Regions from separate parts of the Gossypium hirsutum genome. Here all the other regions are linked to region 2. A link is a contact called in public Hi-C data. All regions are on one chromosome and are shown on one strand. Each heading gives the region's core, a stretch centred on a gene start, on an enhancer-like site or on the middle of the called end of the contact. The rest is flanking DNA. Distances are from core to core; before and after follow the strand shown. Region 1 has its middle 3.9 kb from the start of TRNAG-UCC. Region 2 holds the start of LOC107926921 (hydroxymethylglutaryl-CoA synthase). Region 3 holds the start of LOC107926977 (ubiquitin carboxyl-terminal hydrolase MINDY-1).

Region 1 (2,984 bases), core at 163-2,662, 170 kb after region 2:
TTTCCCCATTTCGGCCATGGTCCGGTCAGTACCCAGGCGCCGGATCGGCGCCGTCCGCCGTCTTTGCCACCTTGAATTTAAAAAATGTATTATTTTTTGTTTTCTTTTTTATTTTTATATCTAAATATATGTATACTATTTTTTAAAGAAAAGAAAAAAAGAAAAATGTTTATATGTACAAAAAAAAGTGAAAATAAAGAAAAAAGAAATAAAAACCTTAACGCGTTTGAATCTTTTCTTCTTCAATACTCGCTTTTTTTATTTCAGATTTGCTTGCAAACATTTTGCTTTTACATTCTTCTCTTTTTTTTTATCAAAAAAACTTTTCAAAAATACAATTCTTTACTCCTCTCTTTTTTTTTTTTTTACAATGGACTTTTGGTTTTGCTTTTATAGCTATCTTACATACATTTCTTATCATTCTATGTCTCTTCTCCATTTGATGGTGTAGGTGCAAGTGGGAGACAAGGTGGTGGAGTAAGTGCAAGTAGGAGGCAAGGTGGTGGAGTAGGTGCAAGTAGGAGGCAAGGTGGCTAGGGTTTTGTATTTTTTTTTTTAAAGTTTAGGTTGTATTGGGCTAGGGTTTTTATTATTTGGACTTAGTTTTGGGTCTGATTTTGTAATTGGGTTTGTGAATTGGGTAGGATTTAGGTTTGATTTTAATTTGTTGGGCCTGGCAAATTTGGGTCTTTGCAAAAATAATAAAAAAATTAATGCTATTCGGGCAAGGCTCGAGCCCAAAAAATGAGCCTAAATTTTTAGTTGAGCTCAGCCCCAACCCAACCCGACCCATAAGCACCTCTAGTGTCAACCATCAATGTTCCAACACCCAAAAATTTAATTCTAATACAAGGGTGTCGGTCATCAGTGTCCCAACACTAAAAAATATTTTTTAAAAATTTTGGTATAAGAGTGCTAACCATCAATGTGCTAGCACCCTATTTTTTTTTTCAAATACTAGTTTAAATGTATACCAATATGATATAGAGCGAAAAAATACAAGGGTGCTGATCATCTAGCCTCCAATACTTAAAAATTTATTTTTTAACACCTAACACAATCATTAGACAATAATTATTTTAAAAAAAAGGCCATTTAGTCCCCTACCTAATTTGCTATTTATTTTAAATTATTTAGGTAATTATTTTTGAATTAAAATTATTTAGGGGAATAATTATTGTATTTGGGTTATTTAGGTAAAATATCGGGGTTTTCCCTTTAAAAAACATTTAGATAATAATAATGTTGCTTATGGTTGCAAAGACGAAATTGTGGAAATTGGGGAAGAAATAAATATAAATGGGTGAGTGGAAATAATAAATAAGGAAAAGTGTTGTGCCGGTAAGGTGTCTAGTGCACTGACCTATACAGGTAGACTCCTAGGGGATGGATTTGAGTGAGTCATTGAAAAAAGCGGACAAGATAGCGACACGTTCCGGAAAACACTAGAAATAATAATAAAAAATTTGGTAGACATGCGATGGATAATGATGTGGGAAAATTTTAGAAAGGTCGTATTTTTTGAGACTACCACGTTGCCTTTTTCATTGCTAAACTTTCCCACTTTTTTATTGCCACTCTTCTTTCATAATTGTAGGACAAAAGGTACCATTTGTTGTGTTTTTTACATGTGCCATTTTCAAATTTAGATATTAGTGTTTTTTCTTTAAACATTAAAACTTCTCGTTTCAATCAAAATCCATCATGTATTTAATCAAAATCTTAAATTAACAGATTTTGATAAATTAGATTAAATTTTTCAAATAAAAAATATAATGATAAATTTTCAAATTTTATCTATATTTTATCCTTTAATATTATTATAATAATATTAATTTTAATTATAATAACAATCATTTAAAACACGAATGAAATGTAATTAAATTAATTAATATCAAATTTTATTATAAGCTCAAAATATTTAAAACGTGGACAATAATGAACCTTAAATACAATTAAAAATAATACAATAAGAGTAAAACATTACACTTTCATTGGCGTCTGCAATCCATTAATATTTGAATTACTTAGTTAAGGAAGATTAAATAAAATGTTTAAAAGGGGAAAATGTAATATCAAGTGGTTACAATTGCATTTGTAATTTCTTTAACTTTGATAATTTGCCTTTTTTGGAATTTACAATATTTAAAAAACAAAATGGGTTAATTCATCTTTCTTCATCATTGCGGACTGGATTAATTTGGATCAAGTAAATCGAATTCTTTTGTAGATGGAGAAATTTTGGATCAATCTGATTTCATTATTGTTTATCTTAATCAGATTTAATTTAATTAAGAAAATTAAATCATTTTAGAATTATTTTTATAAATAAATCATATTCTTTAAAGATTATTTTATTTCTAATAAATTAAATTAATATAATTATAGATTACTCAAATGAAAAAGCTAAATTCGATAAGAAATCTCTTTTATTTCACTACTACTAGTACAAAAAAGAGTCACCTCAAAGCCGTTTTATACATTCACAAGTTCTTTGAAGAAAATGAAGAACTTGAAAAGATTTTGACGAATACCATCTTAATTTTGAAGGGAAGTCTCTTTTCAATATAGTTCAACCGATGAGAGGAAGTCAAAAGTTGTTTTTGAAGAAACTCACCTTTCAATTTACTTCAACTGAATAAATGAGATCAAAATCCATTTTAAGAGCAAGTCACCACGATACTTATTTAACCATCGAAAATCAAGTCTTGGATCTATACACTCTCTAAATTTGTTTTCATGATCAACTCTCAATGACCCTTGAAGTGGGCATCATTAATTCAATATCAAGACTCAACAACTTTTGAATTCAAATTAAATCAAAATTAAATTCTCAAAGAAACATATCGCCAAACTCAACTTCAAAATCAAATCTTGACATCCTTAAAGTAAACTACGTCCTTATAAGATCAAGCAAATTATAAATAAAATTTGACATAAATTTTCTTTATATTAGCTAAATCAAAGAGAAAAATCAAATAAAT
Region 2 (2,700 bases), core at 13-2,512:
ACTATCCTGGAGAAGCGGATTATGATGCTTGGACAGAGTACCTCAAAGATTTGCATTAGGAAAGTCTTAATGGACTTGCTCTTGTCTATCACAGTCTCACTCCCAACTTCGAAACGGCCAATTTGCTTAGGGTCAATCGTATACTTTTCAAGGAGTGAAGTAACAGCAGTCAAACTGCAAATCAAAAACCAAGTTTTACAAAATAAGTGTTCATTTGAGTCATAAAATATACTGAGCGATGCTAATAGAATATGAGAAGTGGATATAAAAGTTAGGAATCAAAACCTCATTGAGATAACATCTTCGACCTCGGTACAAAAGGCCATGCAATCTTGTCCAAGTCCAATGGTGTATTTTCCTTTGCTTGCACCATCACGAGTCTCCAATGCTTCCTGTTTTGTAGTCCAATGGTTATTATTTCCAAAACTAATTTTCAAATAAAAAGGCCATCATTCTACTAATCATTAGAAGAGGTACCACAAAGATACCAACCAAGACAAGTATTTGATACCAGATGATCATAAAAGTAGATTTGAGTGAGGTCCAAAAAAATCCCAATTAACACTAACTGTGGTCCAGGTAAAACCAAAGCTAGTAAAATATTCACAACAAACAATGAGGTAGCAAACAATATACATTTTAACTGTATTTAGATTTCACAAAAACTCAGATATATGTATATGTATATATATATGTATGACCCCATTAACTCGTAAACATAATCACACCCAGAAATATCACATATGAGAAAACTATGAAATCAACTTTTTCATATATACTTTTTTTTTAAAAAGAAAGAAAATTTGCAAGCAATTAGAATTCCTCTCTATCAGTCAAATTTCCCTCAGCTTAAGCAAAATATATATATAATCCTTATTCAGAAGCTCTATTTACTCTCCATTACATAATCTAAGAATCCATCCTTCACCCTTTTTCTCATTTGTCTCAACAACCAAAGAACAAAAAGGAAAACCAAAAACACAGAATTTAAAATTAAAGAAAAATAAAAAGAGAAAGAAATAGAAGAGATTATGCCACCTGTTGAACACAGGTAGGAGGGAAGTAGATTTCCATAGCTAGAACTCCCACATTCTTTGCCATTCTCACTCCAAAGTAAACAGAGAACCGCTATGTCAACAATACAAAAAGGAAGTCTTCTTCTTTATTGATTGAAAAAAATCTATTCTTTTTCTCTTTCTGATGAGTTGATATTGATCCAGCAAGTATCGGCAGAGAATCGATGGTGAGGATGGCATGTGTGAGTGCTTTGGTTTTCATTATTTATAGGCAAATGCAAACTTCATTGATTCGTGCTCCTTTCGATGGCTATTTAGTATTTACCCTCTTTTTTTCACTTATTTACGATTTGCCATCATGTCAGGCTGGATTTTGGTATCCTTTTCCTTTTTAAGCTTTTCAATTCTTCTTTTGTATTTTTTTTGAAAATATGAGATTAAAAACATAATTTTTTATCTATCATCTTATGCAAATTACACATAGATTTTATCATCTTACTCGAATATATTTCAATTATTAATGAAACTAAAAATATATTTGTTATTTATTTTTTATTAAAAAAAGAGTTTGATATCAAATTCAAGACCCAATCTCAATAAAAAATTTATCATTAAAATTTGAAATAATTAATATTTACTCTGACAGTAATGCTGTTTTAATATCTTGCACCAATTTTATTGGTTCACTTTTTTTTTTCGGAGAATAAACCAAATTCTAGTACACAAAAGGAAAACAAAATCCAAACTGGATTAGTTGGTTGACCGGTAGGTTGTCAGTTATTCCTTCAAAGAGGAGCCGCTGAATATTTTTATATGATATACATTAAAAATAACATATATATAAACATAAAATAAATAGTATTTTAGACATAATTATAAATTATAAACACGATTTTGATGTTGAATTTCTCAAAAATGTGGGTATTAAAAAAATACAAGATTAGGTCATTTTTTTGAAAAATTATGAGAATAAGTTGATTCTACGAAACGTTTCCAGTTGGAAGCGTTTTTAATTGATTTACAGAAAAGCGCATCTAGTTAGAAGCATTTTCAGCATATTTACCGGAAAACGCTTCCAGCTAGAAACATTTTTTGCCACATAAGTTGAAAACGCTTCCAATTAGAAGCGTTTTCCTTTTTTTTTTATGGTTAGAGTTTAGTGTTTTTAAAGTAGGGTTAAGGTAAGGTTAAGGTTTTGTAATTTTTTATATTTTTAAAATTTAGGTTGTTACAGGTCAATTTTGGGCTGTTTATAAACTACTCAGGCCCAAATACATTACAATTAAACCTAACTACTCATTTATAGCCCAATCCCTAAACCCACAAACCCAACATGACCCATTTACACTAAAATCCAAATACCCAAAGCCCGTCAAACCCAAATATCACCAGCCCAATACCCGATTAAACTAAAGTAACCCAACATAAAAAAACAAAAAAATAAAAATAAGAAACCCTAGCTCCATACTCTGCCACGCACGCCTCTGCAGCACCATACCCTGGTGCCCCAGCCCTCCATGCCACCATGCCGGCCACCATCCCTGCACACAGTAAGGAGAAAGGACAGAAAGTAATAGAAAATAAAATTGTAAGGCTATAAGAGCCATGAAATCAAATGTAAAAGGGTTCCCTTTTTCTTTTCTTATTTTCAGCAATCAAAAATAAAAAAACAGTGACCATCAAT
Region 3 (2,700 bases), core at 48-2,547, 130 kb before region 2:
TGGGTCTTCAAAGTCAAAAACCAACCAACATCAGCTACCGAAATAAGAAAGCCGGAAATGGTAAATTCCCCTTTCAACTAAATTATTATTTATCACATAATTACATAATTTAGTTTTATTTTTTTAAAACAATCTAGTTCTTTTTTATACAAAGCTTAGTATTAACTATAATTTTACCTCAACATTTAAATAAAAGAATAAATCTGCTTAAGTGTGTTTGAACTCACATTTTTTTTACATTGATAATAATATTAATATCAACTAAATGAAGATTTTATCCACAACAACAATCTAATTTTTAAATTTTCTTGTAATAATATTTAAAGTGCATTTAATATTACTTCTAAAAAAATTTTTTGAAATAAAAAACATTACTAAATAAAATACTTTTAAATTTTTTAAAAGTATTTTTAAGATAAAATTTTTTTTTACAAAATTTCTTTTTTAACTAAAAACAAAAACATAAAATTTTAACTTTTACTCAAAAATCTTTTTTATCTAATAGATGTGGCATCAAAATCGGGGAAAAAAAACCTAATTATGTGACTAATATTAACCGTTACTAATTTGACCATTTTTCCTTTTCTTGGTTGCTAAGGTATATACATATCATTAACTTGAAACACATTATTATATATATGTATAAATAAATTAAATTCTCAAAGTCAACACCATAACATGTTACATGATTGACATGAAATTCGAAATTTACTCATGAATTTTTTGTCCAAAATCATTTTTCAACTTAATAAATTTTTTTAAGTATAGGTAAAAAATTTGAGTTTGAACAAATATCTCCCTTGGTTACTTTTGTATAAAAATAAATGAAATTCTCATTTTTCTTTGTTGTAGACACTAATAAAAAATATTTATACTTCAAACGAGTTTAAAATACTATTAAATATATTTTGTTTACTTTTAGTATATCATGAATATATTAACCTCCTAAATCATCTTATACAATTTTGTTATTTTACTTGTAAGAGAGTGAATAATAATCTTATATTTAATAAAAAAATATATGAGATTTTTTTTATAATATACATGTTCGGGGTTTATTATTATCTTTACTAATAATATTGTCTTTAAAATTTGGACTTATATTTTTTTTTAAGTGTGTAATATACTTTATTATTAGATGCAACCATTTAATGAGATTTTAATAAAGTAGGAAAATTTAAAGTTTGAATTCTAAAGTATATAAATATGTATAATTCATTAAATATCCAAATTAAAAAGAAAAAAGAAAATGAAAACATTGGTTTTGCCGTCAAAAATAGAAGAACCTTATAATGGTTCACTTTCTTTTCGTTGAATCGCCTTGCTTTTTGTAATTGTCACTACATAGGGCATTAAGCTTATAAAACACTCTTAGAAAGAGAAACTCGTGTAAATAAACACTTTATATTTTTCGTTCTTGTTTCATCCGGTAGTAATATTTCTCCGTGATCAAATTGTTTCAAACCAAAAGTAAAAAAGAAAAAAGAAAAATGGCCGCAGCTGCTACACCTCCTCCTGTTGCTGCTGATGCTTCCTCTTCTTCTTCTCCTTTGACTTTGGCTTCTTCGGCATGTGAATCGGAGGAAGTAGCAGTGAACGAAGGACAGAATCAGGAACAACAAAAGCAAGACGGAATTAAAGAGTGCTTGCACAAGACTAAGCCAATCCAGTTCTTAGGTCGTACTACGCCTATTATTCTCCAAAACGACAATGGACCTTGCCCTCTCCTTGCCATCTGTAAGTCCTTTTTCTTTCCATTTCTAGGGTTTTAGATTTTGATTGTTTTCTAATTGTATTGCTTAGGTGATCCGGATTGGAATTTGTTTAGATTTTTTTTAGTTTAATCTTTGGTTGACTTCTCAGGTTTGTAGTTTTAGTGAAAAGGAAGTTGGAGAATTTCGATTTGCGTATTGATTGTTGCCGGAGCGATTTATAATCGATCTTTTTGATCATTTGGAATGTTCTGATAATCTTTTAATTATTTACCGTTCCTCCTGTTGTTTGTGGAAAACCTTGGACCGTGAATTGAAGTAGAAAAAGGAAGATTTTGGGAATGACATTTTCTGTCTGTAAATTGGATTTGAAACATGATCAAAAGTCTAATTGCACTATATTGTTAATTTTATGCAAATTACAGTTGGAGGTAATTAAGTTTTGAAAATGAACACTTGTTGGGGGCTGTGACAGGTAATATTCTCCTTTTAAGGAACAATTTGAGCCTGAGTGCTGATATAGCTGAAGTTTCACAGGAGAAATTGCTCTCACTGGTAGCTGAGCGCCTGATTGATTCTAACAGTAATGTCAATGTAATTTCTTTCCTTTATTATGCTCAGCTCATTAAAAAGCTTGTTGCTGCTACAGTAGGATGATACTTATATATCCTTTTGGCATATAGAATAAAGATGCAGGGTATGTAGAAAACCAACAGCAGAATATTGCAGATGCTATTGATTTACTTCCGCGCCTTGCTACAGGGATTGATGTGAATATTAAATTCAGGAGGTTAGTCTTTTCATCTCTCTCTCCCTCATTTTTTTTCTATAAATGGCTTCTTTCTTCAGTTCTTATTGAATTATGTGTACAACTTGCAGAATTGATGATTTTGAGTTCACTCCAGAGTGTGCCATATTTGATCTGCTTGATATTCCCCTTTATCATGGCTGGATAGTTGATCCCCAGGTATGCTTAATGCATAGCAAG

The links. Hi-C and Micro-C count contacts between places; a contact is called where the count stands out from the background.
Region 1: a contact with region 2 is called in a Hi-C map of leaf, with 2.4 times the contacts expected there. The contact joins the enhancer-like site here to the promoter of LOC107926921 in region 2. A contact is called at or near these places in 6 of 34 Hi-C or Micro-C datasets (callus, leaf and seedling).
Region 3: a Hi-C map of leaf shows a contact between it and region 2, with 2.0 times the contacts expected there. The contact joins the promoter of LOC107926977 here to the promoter of LOC107926921 in region 2. A contact is called at or near these places in 11 of 34 Hi-C or Micro-C datasets (callus, fibers, hypocotyl and 2 more).

What each region holds. Positions count from the first base shown.
Region 1 is chrA08:117,421,364-117,424,347 of Gossypium_hirsutum_v2.1, forward strand. No RefSeq gene overlaps it. Among protein-coding and RNA genes, the nearest start is that of TRNAG-UCC, 3.9 kb to the right of the region's middle. Within about 2 kb of position 1,413, at least 4 of the 9 cell types and tissues checked have an H3K27ac peak or open chromatin away from gene starts, as enhancers often do. A contact at or near this core is called in leaf, where this site is marked.
Region 2 is chrA08:117,249,891-117,252,590 of Gossypium_hirsutum_v2.1, forward strand. It overlaps LOC107926921 (hydroxymethylglutaryl-CoA synthase), which reads right to left and starts at 1,263. Exons shown (of 12, transcript XM_016857866.2): 1 at 1,039-1,263; 2 at 286-392; 3 at 42-174. The coding sequence starts at 1,101.
Region 3 is chrA08:117,118,472-117,121,171 of Gossypium_hirsutum_v2.1, forward strand. It overlaps LOC107926977 (ubiquitin carboxyl-terminal hydrolase MINDY-1), which reads left to right and starts at 1,298. Exons shown (of 12, transcript XM_016857927.2): 1 at 1,298-1,737; 2 at 2,188-2,306; 3 at 2,396-2,502; 4 at 2,592-2,679. The coding sequence starts at 1,491.